2 separate regions of the Zea mays genome follow, and region 2 is linked to region 1. Evidence: chromatin contacts called from public Hi-C data. All regions are on one chromosome and are shown on one strand. Each heading gives the region's core, a stretch centred on a gene start, on an enhancer-like site or on the middle of the called end of the contact. The rest is flanking DNA. Distances are from core to core; before and after follow the strand shown.

Region 1 (4,978 bases), core at 233-2,732:
GTTACCAAATTGATCCACGGCTACTGGGGATAGCGATGCCGCGGTGGACACATGTGTCATGTCGTAATCACTCATGTACGGTCTGCCGATTTATCCTATTACCCCGGTATTTATTATTATATTATAGCAATAATCTGTTTGACCGGTACGGTAATTTAGGGCTTGTTCGTTTGTGTCAGATTATACTTGAAATTGTTCCAGCTAATCAAAGTTTATATAAATTAGAGAAGCAATCCGGTCAGGAAGCGTTCCGACCCACCAATCCGGCACAAACCAATAAGACCTTATTTTGACATTTTTTTCATGTACAATCCCCCCCTCCCCCGCTCCAAAGATTCCATGTGACCAAGGCCCTAGCTTTTGAGGCCCCAGCTTCACTGGAACACAGTCACGTAACCGTACCATGCATGCCTAGCTATCGGTTTTCTATCTGCAATTTGCAAGTGCTTTACAATAACCACGCATGCCTCCCACTAATGCAGCTAGGTAGGAGTAGCCGAGTAGGTTTTCCAACCACACAGACCGTCAGCGAGGCGCGTTTCTAATTTTATCGTTGCATGCACACGCCACGCCGAGTCGCCGACGACGCGGGGACAGGGTCGGAGGATATAAATAGGATAGGACGTGTCCTTACCGGCGATGATGTCGGCGCCGCCGCTGATGAACTTGGAGACGCTGTGGACGACGACGTCGGCGCCGAGGCGCGCGGGCGACACCACCACGGGGGTGAAGGTGTTGTCCACCACGAGCTTGGCGCCGGCCTCGTGCGCCACCCGCGCCAGCATGGGGATGTCGGCGACGGCGAGCGTCGGGTTGGACATGGTCTCCACGTACACCACCCGCGTCTCGCCGGGGACCACCGCGGCGCGCACGGCGGCCTCGTCGTCGGCGTCCACGAAGGTGGCGCGCACCCCGGAGGCGCGCGGCAGGAACCGGGCCAGCAGCGCGTGTGTCCCGCCGTACAGGCACCGCGACGCCACCACGTGCCCGCCGGCGCCCACCAGCTGCATCAGCACGGACGAGATGGCGGACATCCCGGACGCCGTGCAGTAGCCCGCCTCCGTGCCCTCCAGCGCCGCCATCTGCCGCCCCAGCGCCAGCACCGTCGGGTTGAAGTGCCGGCTGTAGATGTACATGTCGCCGCGGTCGGGGCCCAGCTCGCCCGCGAACAGCCGCCGCATCGTGTCCGGCTCCATCACCGTGAACGTCGCCGACGCCTCGATGGACATGTTCACGCCGCCGTGCTCGCCGAACTCGTGCCGCGCCGCGGCCAGCGCCGCCGCCGGGTCCGCCTCCCGCCGCCGCGCCTTGGGCTTCTCGCCGGTGGCGCTGCCGTTGTTGCTGCCATCGCCGAACCCGTCGTTGCCGAACGGGCGCTTCAGGGTGGCCAGCTCGGAGGCGGCGGACAGAGTCTGGGCCATTGGGACGGGGACCGTGCGTTGTACAAGGGCAGGAAGTCGGGCGGGCCTGGGAATGGTTTTCAGAGCGGTGCGGGGAAGGGAACATGAGGTGATGGGCAATTTATAGGCGATGCCAGGATCTTCTGTGGCTGGGAGACTCTCGATGCTGTGGACGGCTGTGAGCCGCCGGCCGCGGGCGCGCTGGAACGGGCGGTGGATGGAGGAGGGGGTATGAATCGGGCCCATTCCACGGTCAGGTGACCAGGCTACAGATTGTAACGTTGGGATGATATCTTCATGCTAACTGTAGCGTCTATACGTTATGGTACTGTTAGGCAGCAATTCATTGAGTTTTAAAAGATGCAGGGGGCAAAATCAGGTTTTGGTTATTGCACTGTATGTGTATATCCAGCCAAATCAGATTCAATTAAAATTAATACCAGTCGCACCATTTAGATTGTAAGATATTTTAGTTCTTTCTCCAAAAATTATAACTTTTGCTATGCACTTATAATACTCCCTCCTTTCCGAATCAAGAATTATATGAACCCACTAATTCCTTAAAACTACTATTATTTTAGTACAAAGATAGTACATTATATCAAAAAATCAAATTGTTTTATAATTTAAAATAGAGAGAGTAAGTGTAATGAATATTGTGCGATGCGACATATAAGGCTTTGCTTAAAACACATAGAAATAGAAATAATAGTTAGTCAGCTAATAAATTATTAGTTGAGTTAAGCCAACTAATGAACTGTTGGTTAGTTGTGAGTTAGCTAAAAAAATAGCTAAGATATTAGCTGAGAGTGTTTGGAACCTCAACAACTAATTATAATAACTAATTATTGTTTTTAGAGGTTTCAAATAGGGCATAAGAAACTAGACTGGACCAGGCCACCATGACATAGTGTACGACTAACGGCAGATGGACCAGTTTAGTTACTTTAGGCTTATTAATGGCGGCTTTATCGTGGTTAATGATTGAGCTTAACAATCATGATTATGGCTTTGTGATGTCTAGGAGAGGATTGATAGAGAAATTAGTTCACTTTCATTTCTATCTCCTCCAATCACGAATGAGATTTAAGTTTCCAAACTAGTTTTAAAAGGGATGCTTATGTTCAGTCTCACACATAAACATGCATATATAGCACTAGGGATGAAAACGGTCGGAAACGATCGGTAAACGCTATTATGGTAACTTATATATTGATTATCTTTGTGACAATAGATTAAATTGCTCATTACATTTTGTTGTTCCATCAAGGCTAGAAATATTTACATCTCTTGTTGTTTTGATTAAATTTGTCTAGTGTATTTTATTTTAGTCAAAAACGTCTATTCACCCCCTCTAGCCGGTGTCCTAGATCCTACATGCGCACCGGACATTGCACTGTTTATTGTCCGGTGCGTGCCACGTCAATCGACCGTTGGATTCGTCTGCCCTGTGACGCACCGAACAGTCCGGTGGCACACCGGACAGTCCGGTGCGAATAACTTTCTCTGACCGCTTCTGCCCTTCTGTCCTTTCTGACCGCGTAGCAGTCGACCGTTGGTGAAGTGATCGTTGACCCTAGACTCACCGGACAGTTTGGTGAATTTTAGCCACGGAGCTCTTTGTTATCCCGAGAGCGGCCAGTTCATGGGGCGCGCCAGCCTGGGCACCGGACACTGTCCGGTGCGCCGCAGGCTGGAGCCTGTCTTGCCCTGTTGTTGGATTTCTTTGCTGACTCTTTTGGGCTTCTTATGATCTTGAGCCTTGGATCTTTTTGCTTATTTTTATGTCTTCTATTGAGGTGTTGCATCCTCATTTCCTTAGTCCAACCCTCTTTGCATTTTGATTCTTTCACTCATATATCTTCTTTTGCCCAGTACTAGCTCCACAATAGTGGTATGTTGATTTTGAGCTTTCCAAACCTTTCTAGACGTGTTGAAAAGGTTCCTCGGGGTATTAAGAATTTGTCCAAAGAGTAGAACTATTGGTAGTTCATCTATTCCATGTATTACCCCTATTTGATTGGAACTGAGCAGATTCTGACTTAGAAACTGAACTATTGATCTTATGAACCTGTGAATCAGAGACTAGCCAAACTGGTCAGTCTGAATGGTTGTGATGGTCATCAAGCACCAAAAAATAAGAAATGGTTTTAAGGCCATTTCCCTTTCAGCCGGGCCACCATGGTTCGCTGCTGACTTAGGGCTCCTAGCCTCCTACGTGTGGCTGGCGCAACTCGGCGGCTACGCGTGCGGGGCCTTGCTGTCGCCTTGTTCCCGCCTCGGCCTCCTATGTTATGACGCCGTTGCACGCCTATGCTTTTGCCCCTGCGGGGGCTACTGCACGGCGAACGTGCCAATGCGCCCCTGCGGGGGCTACTGCACAATGAACATGCCTCTGCGCTCGGGCCTGGCGTCTGCTTGCTTCGGTGGCCACGTTTGTCAGGGTCGCGGCGGCTGCCAGCACGTGGCACCGCGTAGCTGTGTGTTGTTTGTGGGTTCATGTTGCTCGGTTTCTGTGTGCCCAGCTAGAGGGGTAGCGGGTGACACATCTTTGTGGCTGTTACGACAACCGACACGCCGCTGCCCCTCTGGATGGTTTGTGTGTGGTGTCAGCTGTCAGCGACAACGAAGGTTGCTTTCTATGACCGGCGTCTTGACCTGACGTTGTGTTGGGGGGCGATCGCCTCGGTGACGCCTATGGGCGCCGCTTCCCCTGTTGAGGGTGTCGCTTCCTCCAGCACTGTCTCCCATGGGCAAAAGTCTGGTCCTTCTCGAACCTGTGACAGTGGCGTCCCCGATGTCACTCCCTTCCTGAAGGCGTCGCTTTTGAAGTTCGCCTTGACCACAGCGTCGCCTCTTGGTTGATGCTTTCGCTTCTCGACGCCCGGTAGGCGGGTGGAGGTGTGGGCTTGCAGCGTGAAGCCAGAGCGGCTTCGTTTGCGGATGTGGCTCGGCAACGATGACATGTGGAAACCCTCCTTTCTTCGTGGGTTGGACTACTTCGGAGGTTTGGCGTATACCGGAGACGGGGCAAAGGATCTTGTTTGGAAGTTTCGTTGGTGAATAATCGAAGCTGCCTCGTGTGGGGTGTCACGAGGCTTGGCAATGACGATGCACTGCGATTTTCCTCCTCATGTGCTGGTGTTGTGGGTGTAGACGTCTTCGGTTTTCCTTTGGTCATGTGATGCCCATCTGGGGAATTTGGAGCTACTCGTCCTTTGTGTTGAGCTAGATGGGCTCTGCGGGGGGGGGGTCGTCGTTTGGGTTGCTTGTGCACCCGGTGTAGGTTTTGGACCCGATTTTCCTTAAAACTGTGTAGGTTTTGGACCCGATTTTGCTTAAAACTGTGTCAATTCCACATTCTTCTTTATCAATATAATCGGCAGCTCACCTGCCTGATTCGTTTCAAAAAATATATTCAGTATGATATATATGTTGAATACGATGTTTCTGCTGCGAGTAAAGCGAGTAAGGCCGTGTTTGAAACTGTGTAGGTTTTGGACCCGATTTTCCTTAAAACTGTGCCAATTTCACATTCTTCTTTATCAATATAATCGGCAGCTCACCTGCCTGATTCG
Region 2 (4,850 bases), core at 558-3,057, 660 kb before region 1:
CAAGCTCTCAACAAATCCAATACAAATTGAAATCTAGCTAAATTATAGGTACAAAGAAGAAACACTCCATGTACTTTGCCAAAATAACAAAAGAAACTACCAATAAGAATCAACAAAATCTTAGAATCGTGTGCTGCACGATCCATATTTTTTGGGCTCTCCCAAGTAGATGCTGCTTTGGCACATAACATATGATGCAAACCCCCCATCAGCACACAGATTAGCCCTGCCTTTTTACCTCCTCCAAACCTTTCCCCTAATCAACTCTCTCTCTCTCTCTCTCTTCAATTTTCACCACGCTTTTCTCCACTTCTTTTTTGATTCGTCCTTTTGATGTGCTCGCACACCAGCAACGCTTTGTTCTCCTAGCAACCAATGTTCGCGCGCCACGTGTGCGATGCACGCACGTCAGCACCGCAAGTTAACAAGTCGGCAAGCCAGATCTGGGCGCCTCGGAGGACGCGACGACCCCGCCCTCGTGGCTCACACCTTCCTCTGGCCGTCCGATCTCCTCTCCACGGCGGAGATGGATCCCTGCGCGCGCTGCTCCAGGGTGCGCACCACGTCGGCCATGGACGGCCGGAGGCTGGGGTTGTCGCCGACACAGGCCGCGGCCAGCGCCGCCACCGCGGCGGCCTCGGCGGCGTCGTAGGCGGTGCCGAGCCTCTCGTCGACCAACCCGCGCGCGTCGCAGGGCGGGTCGCCTGCCCTGAGCCGCGGCGCGACGACGGCAGTGAGGAGCCGGCCTTCCTCCGCGCAGAAGGCCTCCATCCCCGTGAGCAGCTCCAGGAGCAGGACGCCGAAGCTGTACACGTCGCTCTTCTTGGTGACCACGCCGGAGCGGATGTAGTGCGGGTCGACGTAGCCTGGCGAGCCCAGCATGGTGCGCGCGGACGAGCGCGGGCGGACGGCGGCCGAGAACCCCATCCGCGCCGACCCGAAGTCGCACAGCTTGGCGGACATGGACGCGTCCAGGAGCACGTTGGACGCCTTCACGTCGCCGTGCACCACCTGCGGCTCGCAGCGGTCGTGCAGGTGCTCGAGCGCGCGCGCCACCTGCAGCGCCACCGACACCCGCCGCGCCCACGGCATCGTCCCCGCGGCCTTGCCCCCGCCGTGGAGCCGCTCGTGCAGGTTCCCGTTCGCCGCGAACTCGAGCACCAGCACGCCTTCGTCTGCGACTCGGGGGGAAAAAAAAGCCAGAGCCTTCCGTCAGCACTCAGCACAGCACAAGGAAGGCGCACTAGGCGGAGCGCGAGAAAGCAGAGCAGAGGAGATGACCCACCTTGCTGGTCGCAGAAGGCTAGGAGGCGGACGATGTGCGGGTGCCGGACGCGCTGGAGCGCGTCGAGCTCCTGGCGGAACACGCGGTGGAGGCGCTCGCTGCTGCGGTGGACCTTGACGGCGGCGAGCGCGCCGGAGAGGCGCGCCAGGTACACGGTGCTGAACCCGCCCTCGCCGACCACGGCCGAGGTGAACCCGCCCGTCATCGCCTCAACCTGCGCCCACGACAGCCCCCGCGGGCCGGCCTCGACCCCCTTCTCGGCCTTGCCGTCGGACACCCCGAAGCCCCCGTCCTCGTCGCGTTCCCGGCCGTCGGCCGCCGCATTGGCGCCACACCCGCAGCAGAAGAACCTGTACCTCTGCACTCCCATCTTGTCCAAAGAAAGTTTCTTGAACAAACCAGGGAGGAGTGGAGAGGGGAGATGACAGCGGAGGAGGACTTGTGAGGCACCTAGAGGCTTGTGGGTGAAGAAGAAGGGAGATGATGGCGCCTCTGCCTCTCTGTATTTGTTTCTCTGTGTACTTGGGGTTGGGATGGGCGGAAGGCTGATATATATATGGGAGAGGTGTATGGGGGATTCAGATTTGGTGGGGGGTTTGAACTGTGAAGTGCCAACTTATCAGGATCACAGGATGTAAACTGTGGAGGGGATGATGTAAGCAAGCGAGAAACTTGTTTATGCAGTCATTGGCATGCAGATGCAGCAGCGCCGCAGACCTGCAGTGGCAGGGATGATAGGGTGCCTGACAAGTGGACCCACCTTACTCACAAGGACAGTACTATTGTTGCCTCACCAAATATGCTATTAGGCGGGGACTCATCGATCGAACCAACCGTTCGTTATTATTATTATTATTGGTGTTATTAATCTATTCCTCCATTATCCGTGGAGCTCCATGGATTACAGCGAGACTATGCACTTGTTTAGACCGTATAATTGGACCAGTACACCAATACACGTACCGTGTGTGACGACTAGATGTATGCATGCATGATCAACAAACATATCAAGGGAGTGAGCCTGTGTCTGTCCAGCTCCAGTAGGTGTGGAAGCTTGCGGCCGATTAGGTTTCAGCTGAAGCTTAACGAATAACGACGGCACGCATCATATGGGCAAAGCCGAGGCGTGAACAGTGGACGTGGTTCCTTTCCTTGGCGATCCAGGATGTCTCGCACCCACCACTGATCGGTGACCGATGCAGCAGCAGCACTGGGCTGGGCTGGGCTGGGCTGGGCTGGGCTGGGCAGGTTCTTGAGGTGACGTTTTCCAGGGCTTGTACATACATACATCGGAAAAAGCCGGAAGCTTCAGCGGGCAGCGGACATGTCAGGTTGCCGCTGCCGAGCTCTGGTCAGCTCAAATCAGGAAAAAAGGTCCTGATGACCGGTCGCTTGCTCGCTCACCGCATGCCGCAGCAGTGAAAAAATAACATCGAGATTTAACCAGTATGGTTACTGCTACTAGTACGATAGTTACGGCGACTGGCCAAGTGTTAGGTGAAAAACCGGAGCTCTTATTTATCCTGCCTAGACATGTCCAAATGGACCGGCCCGCCAGTGGGCCCGTGACCCGGCACGGTCGTGGCCCGGCACGAGCACGGTCCAGCCCGACTAGAACCGTGCCCGGGCCGGCCCGGTCCGATAGCCGTGTCGGGCTTGGGCTAGTCTTCTGGCCCGCGGTGCAGGCACGGGCCCGGCACGATTAATTAGTAGACACGATAACGGCACGTTTTAGGACCTTATTTTGTAACTGTCAGTCTGTTTTTAGCTATAATACTGATAATATGTTATTATATAAGAGTATTCGAAATTGTTATATGTGTTTATATGTGTATCTAAAATTCTTTGTCTAAGTATGTATCTAAAATTATAAATATAATTAATTGAATTTAAACTAAATTTGAATATTATCTTTAAATTCTGAATTTTAGATTGTTTTTTGTGTGTTATAACCGTGTCGGGTCTAGGCTGCGTCAGCCAGCCCGCGGGCCGGCCCGGCCCGACACGACACTAAACCGTGCCGGACTTGGACTGGCGCCCCTCGTGCCGGGTCCAGCCATGCCCGTGCCGGGCCGGTCCAGCACGGCCCGTTGGACATGTATACTCCTGCCTGCAGTACCTATACGGTTTGGGTTAATTATAATTCAAGCGGGGACGGAATTCTCGTCAGGGTTTTTATCCCACGTTACCATTCCTAGTCCGGACGCGTGTCGGTTTTGTTTGGGGATGGGTTTGGTTGGTGTGGTGGCGCAGCGCCGTGGTCCGGGGCCGGTTGGACGAGCAGGAGGCGGATGGTCAAGGAGGAGTCCAGGCCGACGGCGACGGGCGGGAGCTGGAGCCCGCGCGCTGGAGCCTGGAGGGAGGAGGACGCAGCGCATCCGAGAGCGGTGAGTCGTCCTCATGAATGGCGTCTTGTTTGGTTGCTTCTGAGGTTGAGCCATACGTACTGTACATGCTTCACGCGAGAACCCTGAAAAGAGCAAAGCGGACTTCCCACGCGTACGGGCATGACGAGAACCACAGGCGCGCGCACATCACACACAGAGAGACGCATCGGATTCCTGAACCTTCACACGAAATCCGGGCGCCTGTTCGCGTTCACTGAACCTTCAACACGCCCCGCAACATGGCGGCATGGGCTTTGGGTACGAGAGTTTTTAAAGGTGGCGGATTTATTATTATTATTATTATTATTATTGCGTCAAGCCACCCTCCTCTCGCTCGCCGGCTCGGTTGGCTTTTATGGGTCGAACGTAGCGCTCTCTGCCTCTCTAAAACCTCCCTTGCAATGCAATGCAATGCGACGCCATCTCGATGCCACGGACCGATCCAACAAGAGTACGGGTGGATAATGCAATGCGACGCCATCTCGACTGGTCCAATCCAACAAGCCAACTAGCCAAGACATGGATAAGGTGACATGTCACTGCAGCCAAAGAGTACGGGTGGCTTCTACGCCTGCCAGTGCAGTGTAATGTACCTCCTCGTGCTCGTCAAGTTGCCTCTGAACCTGAAAAACACGCTGCGGTTTTCGCGCGCGCGCGCACACACAGCTGATGTAAAAAAACGGAAGCAAGCAGTGAGACTCTTGCACAGGATGGTGGAGAGGTGGACACTGAGATGAGCTGATGACTGGTGAGGTGACTCGGCATCCATTCGATTGGGGGGGGACCAATCACCAATCTGGGCCGGGCCCCTCGGAGGTTTGGCGGTGCGTCGGCGGGAGGGCGGCCGGGAAGCAGGCGGCGCGCGCGAGCTATCTCGGTGTGACGCGCCACCTATCGGGGTCCTGCACTGCACGCGTCTCGTCGGCCACTTTCGTTTTGCTTCTTCCAGGGGAGGGAACGGGGCGTACGGCCGGCTTCTGCTGCTGCTGATTGCTGAAATCAAGGCCGGCTCGTACGGCGCGAGCAGGAGGTCGCTGCGCCGATGTCGTCAGGCACAGGGACTGTGTAGTGTAGGCCAGGACGCAATCATTTGGCAGGCGGCAGCTGACTCGGACGCCTCACCTCTCAACACCAGATAGCCGAACAAAATGTTTCATCAGAGCAACAGCCAAAAGGAC

What was found. Hi-C and Micro-C count contacts between places; a contact is called where the count stands out from the background.
Region 2: a contact with region 1 is called in a Hi-C map of tassel, with 1.9 times the contacts expected there. The contact joins the promoter of LOC100286253 here to the promoter of LOC100285862 in region 1. A contact is called at or near these places in 2 of 25 Hi-C or Micro-C datasets (ear and tassel).

The regions. Positions count from the first base shown.
Region 1 is chr1:228,611,932-228,616,909 of Zm-B73-REFERENCE-NAM-5.0, reverse strand. LOC100285862 (O-succinylhomoserine sulfhydrylase) reads right to left here and starts at 1,482. Exons shown (of 2, transcript NM_001367227.1): 1 at 635-1,482. The coding sequence starts at 1,421.
Region 2 is chr1:229,272,649-229,277,498 of Zm-B73-REFERENCE-NAM-5.0, reverse strand. LOC100286253 (protein kinase domain containing protein) reads right to left here and starts at 1,807. Exons shown (of 2, transcript NM_001159140.1): 1 at 1,286-1,807; 2 at 1-1,175. The coding sequence starts at 1,655. The coding sequence ends at 484.